Linked DNA regions of Anas platyrhynchos: region 1 is linked to region 2. Evidence: chromatin contacts called from public Hi-C data. All regions are on one chromosome and are shown on one strand. The core of a region is the stretch at or near the end of the contact, and the rest is flanking DNA. Distances in the headings are between cores, read along the strand shown.

Evidence for each region. Hi-C and Micro-C count contacts between places; a contact is called where the count stands out from the background.
Region 1: a Hi-C map of small yellow follicle shows a contact between it and region 2, with 3 times the contacts expected there. The contact joins the enhancer-like site here to the promoter of STC1 in region 2. A contact is called at or near these places in 2 of 8 Hi-C or Micro-C datasets (F5 follicle and small yellow follicle).

Annotation. Positions count from the first base shown.
Region 1 is chr23:2,428,408-2,435,969 of IASCAAS_PekinDuck_T2T, forward strand. The region is part of intron 2 of LOC119713503 (a long non-coding RNA gene); the gene reads right to left. Among named protein-coding and RNA genes, the nearest start is that of STC1, 65 kb to the left of the region's middle. Within about 2 kb of position 6,239, at least 4 of the 8 cell types and tissues checked have an H3K27ac peak or open chromatin away from gene starts, as enhancers often do. A contact at or near this core is called in F5 follicle and small yellow follicle, where this site is marked.
Region 2 is chr23:2,363,802-2,371,081 of IASCAAS_PekinDuck_T2T, forward strand. STC1 (stanniocalcin 1) reads right to left here and starts at 3,803. Exons shown (of 4, transcript XM_038167028.2): 1 at 3,403-3,803; 2 at 968-1,110. The coding sequence starts at 3,520.

The DNA of each region.
Region 1 (7,562 bases), core at 4,989-7,488, 67 kb after region 2:
ACGGCTCCCTTCCCACCTGAATGACTCTGTGCTTCTCAGCTAAGGATGTTCTGAAATACCTGATAACATCTTTGAATTTTAAAACAAAGCTTTGGTCCTGCATTAGGATTCTTCAGTCACCACCGCTGCCACCCCAATTTTCACAAAAACAAAACAAAATAAAAGCAACCAAACAAAACAAACATCTTTTCCCTTAATTTAAAATGTCTCTTTTTTTTTTTCTTTTTTTTTTTTTTTTCCAAGGGAAATCTAATAAAAAACATGTTTCACTGACTAAACAGAGAACTCTGGTGTGTAAACAATGGAGATTCTTGTGTGAAAGTCAATTTTATCTGGCTTCAAGTAATTCCGCAGGGATAAAATTAGAAAGACCTATACACGGCTTAGGACTTGCAGTTGGTGGGATGAATACTGATGTCAGTGTTAGTAACAGCCATCACAGAACAGGAACCACAGCAATTTCCTGGCCTTTTTCTTTTTCCAGGACTCAGAGGTCTGACAGTCGCTCACAAACTACATCACCAACGGATCTGCTCTCGGAGGTGCAGGTGGAACGATTTACATGAGTAGGACGCCTGCACCTGATGCCAGCTGTCAGCCACGGTGCTGAGCAGCGATGCGTGACCACGTCCGATCTGCAACTCCATGTGCATAGTTCAAGAAAAGCTTTGAATCTGCAAATCAAATGAATGACTGTTTTCCCCTTAATACTGCCAGTATAGAACAGTATATCCCTCCCCATTTCTCTCTGTCTCTTCCTCAACAAACCTCCACCAGCTGCATTTTTGAGACTCAGTTTAGGTGAGAACGTATGGTCTGGTTTTCAGCTGGTGTAAATCCGGTTTTGCTGGCTTCACTGGAGCAAAGCTGATTTACATGGGCTGATGACCTGTCTGTATATATATTAAGATATATTTATCCAGCAAATCTGTCCACGATGCTTTCTATTCCTTATTCACTCAAACTCAGCTGGCTCTTTGAGGCTGGAATTGCACTCATCTCCCTTCTGTGTTGTGTCTCTCGTAAATGAGCCAGTTGGAAAGCATGCTGTCCACCCTGCAGGAAGATTACACTCCAAGGTTATATATTACAGCACGATGGGTGAGCTCCTGAAGGCTTCAGAGTGCAGGATCAGTCCAGCCAACAAAACAAAATATCTCAGAAGCCTGGTTGTTAAAGCACAGCAAGAATATCAGCACTACTAGAGAAATGCTGGACAGAGACACACAAATAAAGATTTTGCATCTGTTTGAGCTCTACATATAGGAGCAGGGATGAGATAGCTGAATGCAGGGGTTTCTAATTAAAGTTTTTCATCTCCAGACTCCAGCTCTGAATTCTCTTCTCCTCCTTTAACTCTCCAACTGGGAAATTGCTGCAGCTCGTTGCACACTTCAGTAAAGAATTTGTCCCGGATCTAGACATAAAGATTTTGGCCATTTCTTCCACAAATAGAACGAGGGCCCCTTGCCCAGACACAAGACATGGATCCGTGAGCCATAAACTCTTTCCCTTGCCCCATTAGTCCACCTCCTCTATTCACATGCAGAAAGTTTACTGAAGACAGGAGGTTGAAGGAATAACTACGAGAACACACGAAGAAACAGCCGCAATCATTTCAGCCTCATTTGTGCTGGTAGCATAAAAGCACCTGCTCCTATCCTTAGAAAGACATCTTCTCAGATAAATGAAACTGTGGATGTCTCTTAACCTCTAAGCTGACCTAACAAGCCAAGGAATTGCCCCCTTGAGTCCTGACGTCAAGGCCCTTTCTATTCACATTCTTTCATATTTAATATCAGTGGATACCACAGTGTCCACTGCAGTTCCACAAGTACTGTTCTTTTATTTATTGCATTTCAAAATTACCTAAGCAAGCTTCATTTGATCTATATCTAAACTTTGTTTTCCTAATGTGGGAGGCTAGATCTCTTCCCCAGCTTATTTCATAATTTCGAATCCTAATTCATCCCCATCCTCTGGGAGGAATGCATTTTTTGCAATACCTATGTTGTAACTTTCTAGAGCACATGCTTCTAATTTGAGCATTATTTTCCAAAGCTCCTAGCACTTAACCACAAAAGTTCTTCATTTATTTTCCTTTTTATTCTCTATTTAATTCATCCTCTCTTTATTTTATGCTTTGGATCATCTTTATATCTCACACTATGGCCTCTAGTATAAAAGCTTTTTGTTGCAACTAAGTACTTAAAACCCCCAGGGAAGGACAGAAATTATATGGGGGGAATTAGGCAGGACTACCCTTTCCTCTCCTCATTTACTTCCCAGTTTTCACCCTCTCCCAACCCCAAACTCTAAAGCAAAATAAAAACTTCTGAAGAGCTCTACCAGCTTGAAACCAGCATTTGAAGGGGAAAAAATGTATCATAATCTACTTGCTGACACTAATTTTCTAAGTGACTTTGGCTAAATCATCTTCCCTGCACTTCAGTGCCCATTGGGAATGGGAAAGTTTTGTCCTTGTCAGCCTAAATATACTGGGCTGGGTGGCAAAGATCCTTAGGCAAAAGATATTTTATTCCTCAAAGTTATGAGGCCCCTCTATTAGCAGGTGTAGATTAGGAACTGCCAGAGTGGATGATGAATAATGAGACATGATTTTGATGCATTTCTAGCATGAACAAGGTAAACCATTGTGAATCTTCAGACGCGAGGTGCCAGAAGGCTTGTGGTATGAATGCCATGCTAACTGTGCCAACTCCATAGCAAATTTGCATTTAAAGCAGAGCAAGGTCCCAGGAGAGATGCAGAAAGAGAGGGAAAGCCTGAGGACCCCAGAGCCAAAACCTCCACTGTTCCACCAAGACATGACAGGGGGCCAGAAGCTTCTCTCTCCCTCTCTCTCTGCCTCACCCATACCACTGCAAGCATCTGAGCTTCCTAAGTCCAGTCTATCCCTTTCAACACAGAAAGGGATACCCCATTTCTGAGTTCATACTGCAGAAAAACACGCATTTTCATCAGCTCTGCCAGCCCCTGTGAGCACTAACTCTAAGATTCAGCCAATAACTTTCCCTGGGTAACTACAACTCAAATCTCTTCTTCAGCTGTGAATATTTTGGGGCCAGTTCTTAAGTTACTGAAGACTACAGGCAGTTTGCCATCAACCAAAAGTTGGCTTTGATATTCTTTACCATCCACACTGCTTACGAGGGGCATGTGCGAAAAATTGGCAGTTTACTCAAAAGCTGAGCCACGTGCTCTCTCTGTGGGGCATTTGCTCAAAGGGGACGAGACAGTTTAGGAATAGCAATCACAAGGGTTTACTTCAGCTGTCCCAAAGCAATTTCTATGTGTGGCTAAATTATGGAGCAGTTTCTACCCCCTTCATGCTCCGTGCAAGGGATGTGATTAGGGACAAGGGAGTAATAAGCTCTGGTTCTAGAGTGCTTCACAGGGCTCTGTGTAGTGGCCAGGAAGCACTGAATAACAATACAAGAGTGTACAATACCCTCAACATTTTTGTTTTACTGCATTGCCCAATATCTAGGCCTAGCAAGTCCTACAGTTATTGCTCTGGGAGGGTACCTAGTAAATCCTAAAGCGCAGTGGGGTGTTGAGCAAATTTTCTTGGTCTAGCACACAAAAGATTGCACAGAAGTGCAGTGAAATGGCTGTTTCAGGCTTGGACACACCTTGCTAATAAACAAGCTGGGAGAAAAGCTTGGGTGGCTACAATGAGGCTCCCCAGCTGTATCCATCTCATGGCACCGTGGCTCTGCAGAGTTAGTACAAACTTAACCTCGGTCCTCCTTGTGCCTGCAGAGGACAGGACATTCTCATTTCCATACACAGCAGTGCAAGTGTTTGCTGTTCCTTTGGAAAACAAAAACCAACAACAAAAAACAACAAACAGCAAACTATCAAAAAATAGAACAATAAAGCAAATGAATTACAGCATACTTTAGTTGGCTTCCAATAACAAACATGATGCCGTTCGAATGAATACGATTCCCTCTCCAAGTCTGTATTTCCCTGGTATGTAAATCATAACAAGATGGAGAATCCTGGGCCTGTAGATTTACGATGAAGCCTGCGTTTTGCTACTTTGCATTTTAAGATGTGATTTCAGCGTTGCCACTTGTATGGGCTTTAGCTTTCAGCTAGGGTATCTGTGCATAACCAGCCTGCTCAGAGGCACGGGCCAGAAGGTAGCATTTCCCTGAAAGTTTCTGGTACAAAACAATAGTTTGGACAATTCAACGAACTGCCTGGCCAAAAGGTTCACAAATCCCTCCTCCTCTTACACAAGCTCTTTCCTTTAAAGCTTGTCACTTTATCTGTTGTCATAGTAAAGACTCAAAGTTATAAGCTCTGAGTCAGACAGCTTATTAATAACAAGTGAAGGACAGTACAGCACAGATTTCATTAGGAAGATTCCATTTAGCAAACAGAGTAAGATGCCAGGGTCCCAGAGGGCGTATTTAGACCATGCTGGAAAATATACCATCCCCCTGTGCCATCACAGGCCAGCTCAGCTGAAACCAGAGCAATGTTTGCCTACAGGAATGGAAGGTACACTGGTGTAGGTGTCCCAAAGCTCAATTAGCTATCTGCAGCCCAATCTAAATGGTACTGTTGTGGTGTCAGCCACAACATGCAAGAGCTTTGAATAGGGAGATGGTACCTGAAAGAAAAACAAACTGCTTGCCCCAACCTAAAAAAATAAAAACTCCAATGACACTACACCCTTTTCTTCGTCATAGCCAAGGGAGAGGTCTTCTGGGACTCGAGGAACAAGAAATGTATTACCCCAAGTTTATTTAGGGACAGGATGCAACCAGAATCTGTACAACGGGTACACAGAGCACTTTGCCCAAGCACTTTGGAAAGTTTGATCTTCATTGAGATGCAAAAAGCACACACATTTTCCTGAAAAGCCTTGCCTCATCCCCCACTGAGTCTGTTGAAAAAGCCAGTGGAACACTCCTGGTGTCATACTGGAATAGAAACAGTGGAGAATCAGCGCCAAGGCACAGCCACCACCAAAAAGATCTTGGTAAGTGGCCCTGGTTTATGACTGTGGGACTGTGACATCTGCGAAAGGATGGGGCCTTAGACTGAAATCCATTTTAGTCCCAGCAGAGGTAAAACACCTACAGAATGTCAGCAGGGTTGAAAGAGATTCTGCATGGCCACCACTGAAATTATACGGCCCGTTCACAGCACTTTCCCTGAAGCCATCTACTGCTATCAGTGACAAGAGTGGTTTAGTCAACTTTTACAGCTGCAGCCACAGGGTCCTGCTTGGAAGCTCTACCTTTCAGCTTTGGGTTGCTATTTTGGTCTCTGCTGTTTTGCCAAAGACAGCCCAAGTCACAGCAGGACAAAGCTAAGCAATTGCTTCTGTTCCTTGCAAGCCTCACAATCAATTACTGTGAATAATAACCTGTATTTCATTAAAACTCCATCCTGGTGTTACCAGAATCCATCCTGCCACTCACACAAGAGCTTGGGGGTAGAGGAGGAGGATTCATCCGACACTGTTCTGTCAGGGATTTAATCTTTGGATACAGCACATTAGATGGATTAGAGAAAAGACGCAGGCTATCCATATTTTTAAAGCCTGATGACCTTTAACAATGGGAAATAATAAGAGGAAAAACGTGAACCCTGACAAATTCATAACTACAGCACAGGGGAAAGGAATGTATTCTTCTAACATATGAAAAAACATTGCACGACATATCTATTTTCTTTTCAGTCCCGTAGCTGTTATGAATTATATACAGTGTTATTTAGCCGTCATTTGTTCTTTAGCCTTTTTGTGGGCAACTACTTTGGCTATTCTACGCTTTTTTATCATTAATCCAGCAATTGTATGAAATACCACTTGTTTTGTCTCTCCAGAATCCGGCTGTGGCACCATGTTCCCATACTACTGATAAACGCTTGGAGATAGGGTTTTGCTCTTAACCAGCATCATCCACGCAAGAGGCACAAAGCCATTTAAAGAAAACCGGCATTTTTAATTACTAGGATTATACAGGCAGCTGAAGGAGAAGAGATGGCATCAATATTCCTCACCTCATTCTGATGATTTAGGAAGCAACGAACCAGGTTTGCCAACTTACAGGCCCCAACCCTATCCACCTCTGTCACGGTCAAAAAACCAGCACCAGGTCATTTCGTGCATGACAGCAGTTAGCCCGGCTGTGGACTGGCAGGATGTGTTGTCTATTGCTGTTACCATTTTGGGATGCAGATAAAAGGAACCAGGCTGCAGCCCTCAGTGGGCTGAGAAAGGTCACCCTTTCTCAAAGCAAAAGCAAATGTGCACACTACCTCATCTCCAAGTGCAATCCCAAAACAATGTCAGATGTCAGCAAACAGCTCAAAAACCCACGGAATTTAACAAATACCAGAAATATAATAATAATGAATTCTTTTTAATATGGAAAAGTTACCCCCAGTGTCTCTCATGAAGTTGAAGATGAAGAAATCCCATCCTTCTGTGAAATTTGCCAGCATATTTATAAAAAACACTGTTTATTTTTAGTCAGTTGAAAGCTTTCTTTTCGTTATGTTTTCCTCATTCAGCAACAGGCCACATACCAAAGCTGAAGTTTTGTTTAGAGGGGGAAAAAAAGAAACACAAGACACAGGAAGAGGTTTGCAGATCTGAGGCTGCTTTCCCTGCAAGGGCACTGCCTCTGACACGGCCCTCCTGCAGCCACTCCACAAAGGGCCCAGCTTCCTTAAAGAGGGTTTTCCACATCTTTTTGATCTAAAAATCACCGTTCCCCAGGGTATGTGATGGCAGGTGGGTCTGTGATAAGGGTTGAGGAACTAGAATCATAGAAACTCCCAAGTTGGAAGGGACCCACAAGGATCACATCCAACTCATGGCTCCAAGGAGGACCAACTGAAAATTCAACCCTACATCTGAGAGCATTGTCCAAAATGGCTCTTGAACCCCAGTAGGCTTAGTGCCATGACCACTTCCCTGGGGAGCCTACTTCAGTGCCTGACCACCCTCTTGGTGAAGCACCTTTTCTTGATATCCAGCCTGAACATCCCTGACACAGCTTCATGCCGTTCCTTCAGGTCCTATTGCTGGTCACCAGAGAGAAGAGATCAGCCCACAGAGACACAAACACCCATGTGGCTTTTCATCCAGAACAAAAGGGAGATGAGGAACAGCCTCAGCCCTCTCCAGTTCAGTGTGAGAGCAGAAAAAAATTGCAGTAGACATTTCTTTCAAGCATGTCTACTGCTGGTCAAGAAAGGACTCTTTTCCTCTCCATCATTAAAAATTGGTATCACAGCTGTAAGATACATCTCAACATGATTTATTTTTTTTTTCCCTGAATACTTTGAGATAATCTGGATAAGTTTTAGTTCCCTTTGCCATGGTGCATCAGACTCCATCACTATGTACTGAGGATGCCATTGGCCTTACTCCTTTTCATACAGGAACAGCAGATAAAGACACTGAAACCAAAGGTGTTTCTTCTGAGAGTAATGTATTTGGCTCCCTCCTGTGGACACCAGCATTGCTCATCTTCCAAAACATCTGATTTAAACCACAGTTATACCAG
Region 2 (7,280 bases), core at 2,553-5,052:
AACAAATTTCATAGAAAGGGATGTCATAACAGATAACTCCACCGTGCCTGGCTGCTATTAATTACCCTTGCTGCAATTACAGACCTCCTGGAGGTCCCTTATGGAGCACGGCGGGGAACTGGACCCTAAATACAGCAGCTTCAGTTGGGATGCATGAGGTCCACTGAGAACAGCCAGCTCTTGTTCCCAAAAGATTTAAGCACAGGAAGCCTTCGTGTGAGCAGCCCTAGGAGGGCCAGCACCAGAGATGGGCCAATCCTGCCCTCTGCGAGGCGGCTGGACCGCTCGCTGCATACCAGGGGTTTAACACATCTGGCTTGCCAGAGCTTAAGATGCTCTAAGAGCTTTAAAGTTTGTCTTTGGGATCAAGCATGCAGGGAATAAGGTGTCTGCACATTTGGGGAAGAAAGTACGAAGGAAAAGGGCCTTTGGCAGAGCCGCAGTCCGCTGATATTATCCTATTTACCCTGCTGTGAGCGCTTGCAGCTCCAGAGAGGCTGATCTGGCCACACATTCCCAGGCCCAAAGACTTCCAATTCAAATCCCAGCCCTGTGCCAGGTCACACAGTCAGAAGACTTACTTTGTTAGAAGAACGTTTATATTTCCTCCTGAAGAGGAAACTTAGCTCTCCGCCCCACAGAACGCTCCCTGCCAAGTCCTCACACATTGCATCCAGTATGTGGAAAATGTAGTGCAGAAAATAGCCCTGAAGGATGCGTTTGTGGCCAAAACCCAAAATCGTGGCTCAGAGGAGTGGCCAGGCAGCAGGAAGGGCTGTAAGAAAGGAAGGGTTAAGCCTGCACTGAGCCCAGCTCTGTGAGGACAGAGAAATTAAGGCGTCCATTCAGCAAAGCCTTTACGCACGTGCTTTGGTGCCGCAGGACTTGTAAAAGCACTTTGCTGAACCGGGGCACGGCAAGGGAGCTCTAACGATTATTCCCGTTCCCTTTATACTCGCGCCCGTACCTGAGTGTCAAATTTAGCAGCACTGTACAGGAAGGACTTGCAGATGTCGTACATGCCATCCGTGTCGCACGTGGAGTTCTCCAGGCAGGCGAAGGCGCCGCAGCCCACCTGGAGGGCACTGTTCAGGCAGCGAACCACCTCGGCTGCAGGGAGAGGCACAGGCACAAGGTTACGCACGGATCGCTCCCCGACGCCTGGCTGATGAAGCCTTTCTCCATCAGAAAGCCAAGTCACGCTTAGCAGCAGCCCTACTGCTCCTCGGGGCTGGAGGGAGAGGGATCGAAGAGCAAAAGGCATGGCCAAGGTGAGTTAGGAACCTAAATCATGCACCAGCACATCAGTGGGAAATCGAGGAATGGAAAATGCAGCTACCAACACCTCCCATCAGCTACGGAGACTAAAAGAAATGTGATGCCTGATAGTCTTTGGCTAGATGGAGACCTAGAGGTCCATCCCAACCTAATCCTGACCGTGTGCATCTACAGCTCCTCTAGAGAAGGCAGAAGCAGTGAGGATGGACCCATGAGGAATACCGGGCAGCGAGGACGTCCCTGAGGTCTCAGAAGGGAGGTGAGGGTAGCTCGGCAGCATCTGGCTCGTAAACCACATTTGGAAATGAGACTGAAGTGATGGTGGTTACCAGCAAGCTGGCATGACATTGGGTCTTGCAGCATGGAAGCGCTGCTTTCACTAGCATTGGAAATATTTGTGGTGTTCCAAAAAGCGTAAAGTGTCTAGGAATAAGATCTTAGTTTGCGTGTTAATTATCAGTACTGCAAAGGACCTGAACGAGGAATTTGGTGCTAAATACCAGTGTGGTACCCAGCAATTTGCAAGCATAGCCAAGAAAGGTCAAAAAATTCCCAAAGAGAAGGGACATTTGGGCAGAGAAAGTTAAGGTAATGGAGATGACCATGCATAATTAACACCTTTGAGGCAGTCGTTGGTCTGAACAGGAGGGTATCCATGTCATCCCATCTCTTTTCGTGCAGATAGTGTGCATTTTAACAATGAATCAGCAGTATTGCCACACGGTTGCCCTGAAGTTAGTGGGGATTAACCTTTTTTGGTAAGCCGAACATCTGTCCCCTTATGTGTCTGTGCAAGGCATATTCATTACTTTTGCAGCTCATGTTACCAGACATTCTTTAGGAAGAAATGCTAACCCGGTGTCTCCCATCAAGATCCTAGGTGTAGGAAAAGTGAGGATTTGCATTCAGTGCAAGAGAGCACACCTTATTAAGAACTAAGTTGTAGCCTAAAGACGGATCTCATAACTAGGATCTTTCCGGAGAAGAAAATTTAAAAAAAAATCACCCAATTAACCCCTCCTTGTGCTCCGCTCTTCCTTACATGCCTAAAGGGAGAAATATTTGGTAAGATCATCCTCTCCCCAGTTCACAACCTCACCGTCACACAAGTCATTCCCATAATTATGTTTCCACAGGTTCAAATTATAACTTTGCTTTCAGCAGACTTAGTATGCATTAAGCTTTTATTGTTTTAGGCACAGTGCAATAGTGAGACCCTATGTTTCTATAGCAACCAAATACAAAAGGAAATTGAGCAAACACCCTAGTATAATGCTGCAGAGCCTTGCAGATCTAAAATAAGACATCTGTTAATGAGCTCCAAATTAGAGACCTAATATCTTTTCAGTATACTAGAAGACAGATTTTTAATTCCCATTGTTCAAGACAATGTGTGCAACTTATCTGAGCATCTATAGTGCACAAAGTAGAGACATCCAGTGCTGACTTGCCAGCAATTTTTTTATCTATTGTAAAAGCAAGTTTGCTAAATGTCACAAACGCATTTTTATGGTACCATCTAACTGATAGCAATCAGTTTTTGAAAATAAATGCTAGCAGTGGACAGTTTCTAGGTTACTGCATTCTTCAAAGTCGCGTATCTCTCTCCCCTTCTTTGAATAGGCAGATGTTTGGCAGAACAATGGTTCAGTCAAATTTCCACGGATTTTATCAACTTCCTAAAAAGCAAGGAATTTAACACCAAAGTATAATTGCCATGGGAGAAGAGAGAGATACATGCAAGCAGGAGGGGGGAAAAAGTACATGGAACTCATTTAGGAGATGGGGGAGGAGGAGGGAGAATGGATTACATCCTGCAAGCAGATCACACACCGGTTCCTTGACCCAGCTCCTGAAAGAAGAAGCTTTCTTCTCTGGCTATGCACCAATATCCTCCTGAACCAGTCCCTGAAATTAATACTTGCTCCTACCAGGCATTAAGTTTATAAGAGGAAAAAAAAGGAAGAAAAAAAAAAAAAGGAAGAAAAAAAAAAAAAAAGGGAAGAAAAAAAAAAAAAAAGGAGGAGGGAGGGGGGAGGAAAAAGGAAAAATGAGCAGCAGAGATATCTGAGACAGTTGCACACATCGGGGCTGAGGCTCAGAGCCCTCTTTGCCGGCTGTTACCTGAGTTCTGGGCTGCAACCCTGGGTTTCCTGGGGCTCACAGAGTCATTCTGCTCAGCTTCGTAGGATGCGGACGCACTGATCACCAGCAGCAGCAGCAAACCAGACTTTAGGAGCATTCTCTGACAAGTTTCCGCTAAGTGTGGTTTTTTGGCTTTTTTTTTTTTTTTTTGGTCTATGTGTGTGTGTGTGTGCGTGCGTGCGCGTCTCCTCTTCCACTTCGGCTTGAGCAAAGACGTGGAGCTGGATGTGCTGCCAAGGAGAGCGAGAGGAGTACGCCCGCTTGGGGACCACCGCCCGCTCTGCTTGGCCCCTCTGGCTCCTGCTCGCTGGGGACCAGGAGCAGCGCCGAGGGCTTTTATAGCTTTTATAGCCGCCCTTATCGGTCCCCCGCGGGCTGCCGAGCCAATCGCGAGGCGTTGGGCAGAGCCAATGGCAGACTGGACTCATTCAAGCCTCAGAAAACTGCAACTTCACAGGAAGAATATTTTCCAGCCAATTAAAAGTACCTGCCAAACAACAATCGCCCAAAAGTTAATCGTCGGCGAGGCGGTGGGAAAGGGAAAGAGGAGGAGGAGGAGGGGGGGGGGGACTTCCTACGGTTAATTGAGCTCAAGGAAATGACAGGGCAGTCCTAAATCTTTCCCCCCTCCCAAAATGATAATAATAATAATAATAAAAAAAATAAAATCACCTGCCCTTTTAAGAAAGGCTATTTTCCCATCTGGTTAGCGGTGATCCCAGGGTTAGGGCTGCTTGGCAGGGGTTTTTCCAGGCGGTGCATCCGATGGGGGCTCTCTGCAGCCTCGCTGCCCCGCACCTGAGCGCAGCCCCCAAAGGACATCCCCGCCTGTGTGCCGGCAGCAGGCATCACCCAGCGCCTGCCAGAGCGTGTGCTCGGCCCCAAACCCGCACACATACACACTGCTCCTCACGTAGGCACATGCAAATACCCCAAACCCTTCTTCCTCGCGCGCAGCATTCCTCGCCTTCCCCTCTCTTGCACAATTATGGTAATAAAATCACGCGTTCGTACCTCCGACCTCAGCACAGGCTTGCTCTTACTGCTCCGGAGTGAAGCTCGAGGAAGAATTTTTAGGTGTTTGGTGGTTTTCCTCTCCCCCCCTCCAGCTCAATTCTGCTTTTTTTTTTTAGATTTCATAACGGGAGGAGGCACCCTAATGCCTGATTTAGTCCTCATTTTAATAGGCACATAATGAGGATTAACACACTACAGAACTGATTATCCTGTATAGCAGAGACAATTTAAGGCTCTGAGTATTTAAGGGATGAAAGTATAAGCAGTGGTATTAAGGCTTAGGGCTGAAATGAAATTGGGAAGGTGCACGGAGGAAGAAGATTTACAGACAAAAAAAAAGTTACAAATTCCTGCAGCTTAGGATAAGTCAAGGGATTTAGGTATCAACTATTACTGATCGGGGATGAGATGGCTTCTTCTGCATCTTGAGTGTGCTTGGTTCTCACTCAGCCATCCCCACGATCTTTTCTGTTGGAGAAAAAAAAAGATTCTCATCTCCGTGGTGCCAGGCAAGGAAACGCAGCCCGAGCAGATTCATAAATACATCCGTGGACACAAGTTGTGTTCGGCTCGGATGAGCCGATTCTACAAATCTGCATTAAGTGGAAGCGCAAAAAAAACCCTCATCTCGTGGGCATTCATTCAGCTTTATGGGTGGCTAATTTTAAAAGTCAATAAGGAAGCAATTTAAAGAAAAACAGAAGTAGCCTCTTCCTTAGCAGGGCTCCAGAAGCAGTGCCCGCTGCTTTACCTCGTTCCTGTCCTTTTTTTTGCCTAGGTTTGACAGCTCTGACCGTGACAACGGGACTGCTCTGGTTTCTTGCCCCATCCCTGGGCTGTGATTTCTTCTGAGAGGGAGCTGACAGCTCGGTTTGGGCTGTGCAGCCCTGTCCGTGTTGGCATATTTGGTGTCAGCTTCAATTGGAATAGGAGCAGGAGCGAGGTTGTACTCCTGCCTTGGGGTCAAAATAACAGCTGTGCCAGATGTTCCAAGAACACTCAAAAAGCACTGAAACAGAAGGGTTTCGGGTTTCGTCTCAGTTTTGTGACACTGAGCCAATTTAATTAAATAAAAAAAAAAAAAAAGAAGAAGAAAAAAAAAAAAAACAGCCCTGCAAAAGCACTGTGGTTTCTCTACTTAATAGGACCAGTCCAGTTTGCAAGTGAGAATAATCCCATAGGGTTTGATTCTGATTAAATCAAAAGCAACTCTGGCATTGACTTCAATGGGGGATGAATCACCATTCTATCTAAGTCCTGTTTGGAGTGGAAGCATTGCATTTTCCACAAAATTGAATTTCAAACTCAAAGCCCAAATCCTCCACCCCTTCCCCCCCAAGGTGAACATTCCTACTTGTCTTTCTGAATGCTTCAATCTGAACCGAAATAGTTTGCAAAACAAAACAGGTTGTCCTGGCCCTCTGAGCACGTATACATCCTGATCTGAGTCCAAGTGCAAGGAAAAATTAGAAGGTAGCAAGTAGTTCCTATAGATACCAAAATCCTTCCAGCACATTTTCTGTTCTTCCTCCTAGCATTAATCCGGGGCTGATTGACTCTATTAGGGCCATGCATGGTAGCTGGAGTGTTTGTACCTGCTGTAGGTTTTTTTTAAAGCAACCGGTTCTGATTGTGAACTGCAATAAAAGAAGATTAACTGTAAGATGAGGATCAGGTTGGTAATGGGAACAGGCACTACCCCACAGTGTGATACACTGGCTCAGGACACGTGCAAACATTACAGTATCAGAAAAAGCATTATCAAGTCTCCACAAAGCCCCCGGGAAGGCAGCAGCTTTATTAACTGCTTTCAGAAATTTGGAAAATGAATTTGAGAGCAGAGAACCCACACGGAGCTGCTGTCAAATTTGGCGGCGGACTTGTACCAGCACATTTACAGGCGAGGTATTTGTGTCCTTTTGTACCGGAGTGTATTTGCATTAGCTATTTTGTATATTGAAGGCAACAAGTACTGAAAAATCCCCCTGTAACTCCCATTCTACTCTCACCGTGTGATGACAGAGGGGCTTGGCTTCTCTCTTGTACTCAGGCTTTTAAGGGAAGAAGAAATAACCAGCCCAGGAGTCCTAAAACTCCTCAAATATTGATGGTTTTCTCATTCCAGGGTCACATCTCCAGGACTCTTGCTAGAAGGTCTAGGGGCACAAGAAGAATACCCACTATGGAATAAGATGTTCCCTAAAAATCTTCATTCCTCCTGTTCTCAGTGAATAGCTGGCCTGGACCTGTGAGATATCACCAGGAGAGAAAAGAAGCCCCCAGATTAAAAAAATAAAATAAAATAAAATAAAATAAAATAAAATAAAATAAAATAAAATAAAATAAAATAAAATAAAATAAAATAAAATAAAATAAAATAAAATAAAATAAAATAAAAGCAGGTCCTACTATTCATTGCTAAAGGCTCAGCATAACCTGCTGGAGGGATTTTCTCCTTAGCCTCCTTGTCAGGTTAAATGCTGCCCTGAAGTAGAAGGGTTTCTGTCCCAAACCTTTGTTATTTGGCTGATACATGTAAAGGGGAAAAAAAAAAAAGACTAAAAGAAAAAAAGGCACTGCTAGCCCTCAGTGACCCAGCCTCTTCTCGCTGTTTCCATTCAAGGGCTCCTATTAAACTGAACAGCACACACCATTGTGCCTCTGCGAGCCTATTCCCAAGGTGTTAAGATTTTCGCCCAACCTCGCGAAGAAATAGAGGGGGGAGAGAGGAGGAAGCGAAGCAGGGAAATAAAGGAGGGGAACCCAAAGTCAATAACCCTCCCTCTCCGCGCTCAGCTGCTCCCTGCCTGGAAGCTGCTGGCAGGGCAGGGCCCCCCCTG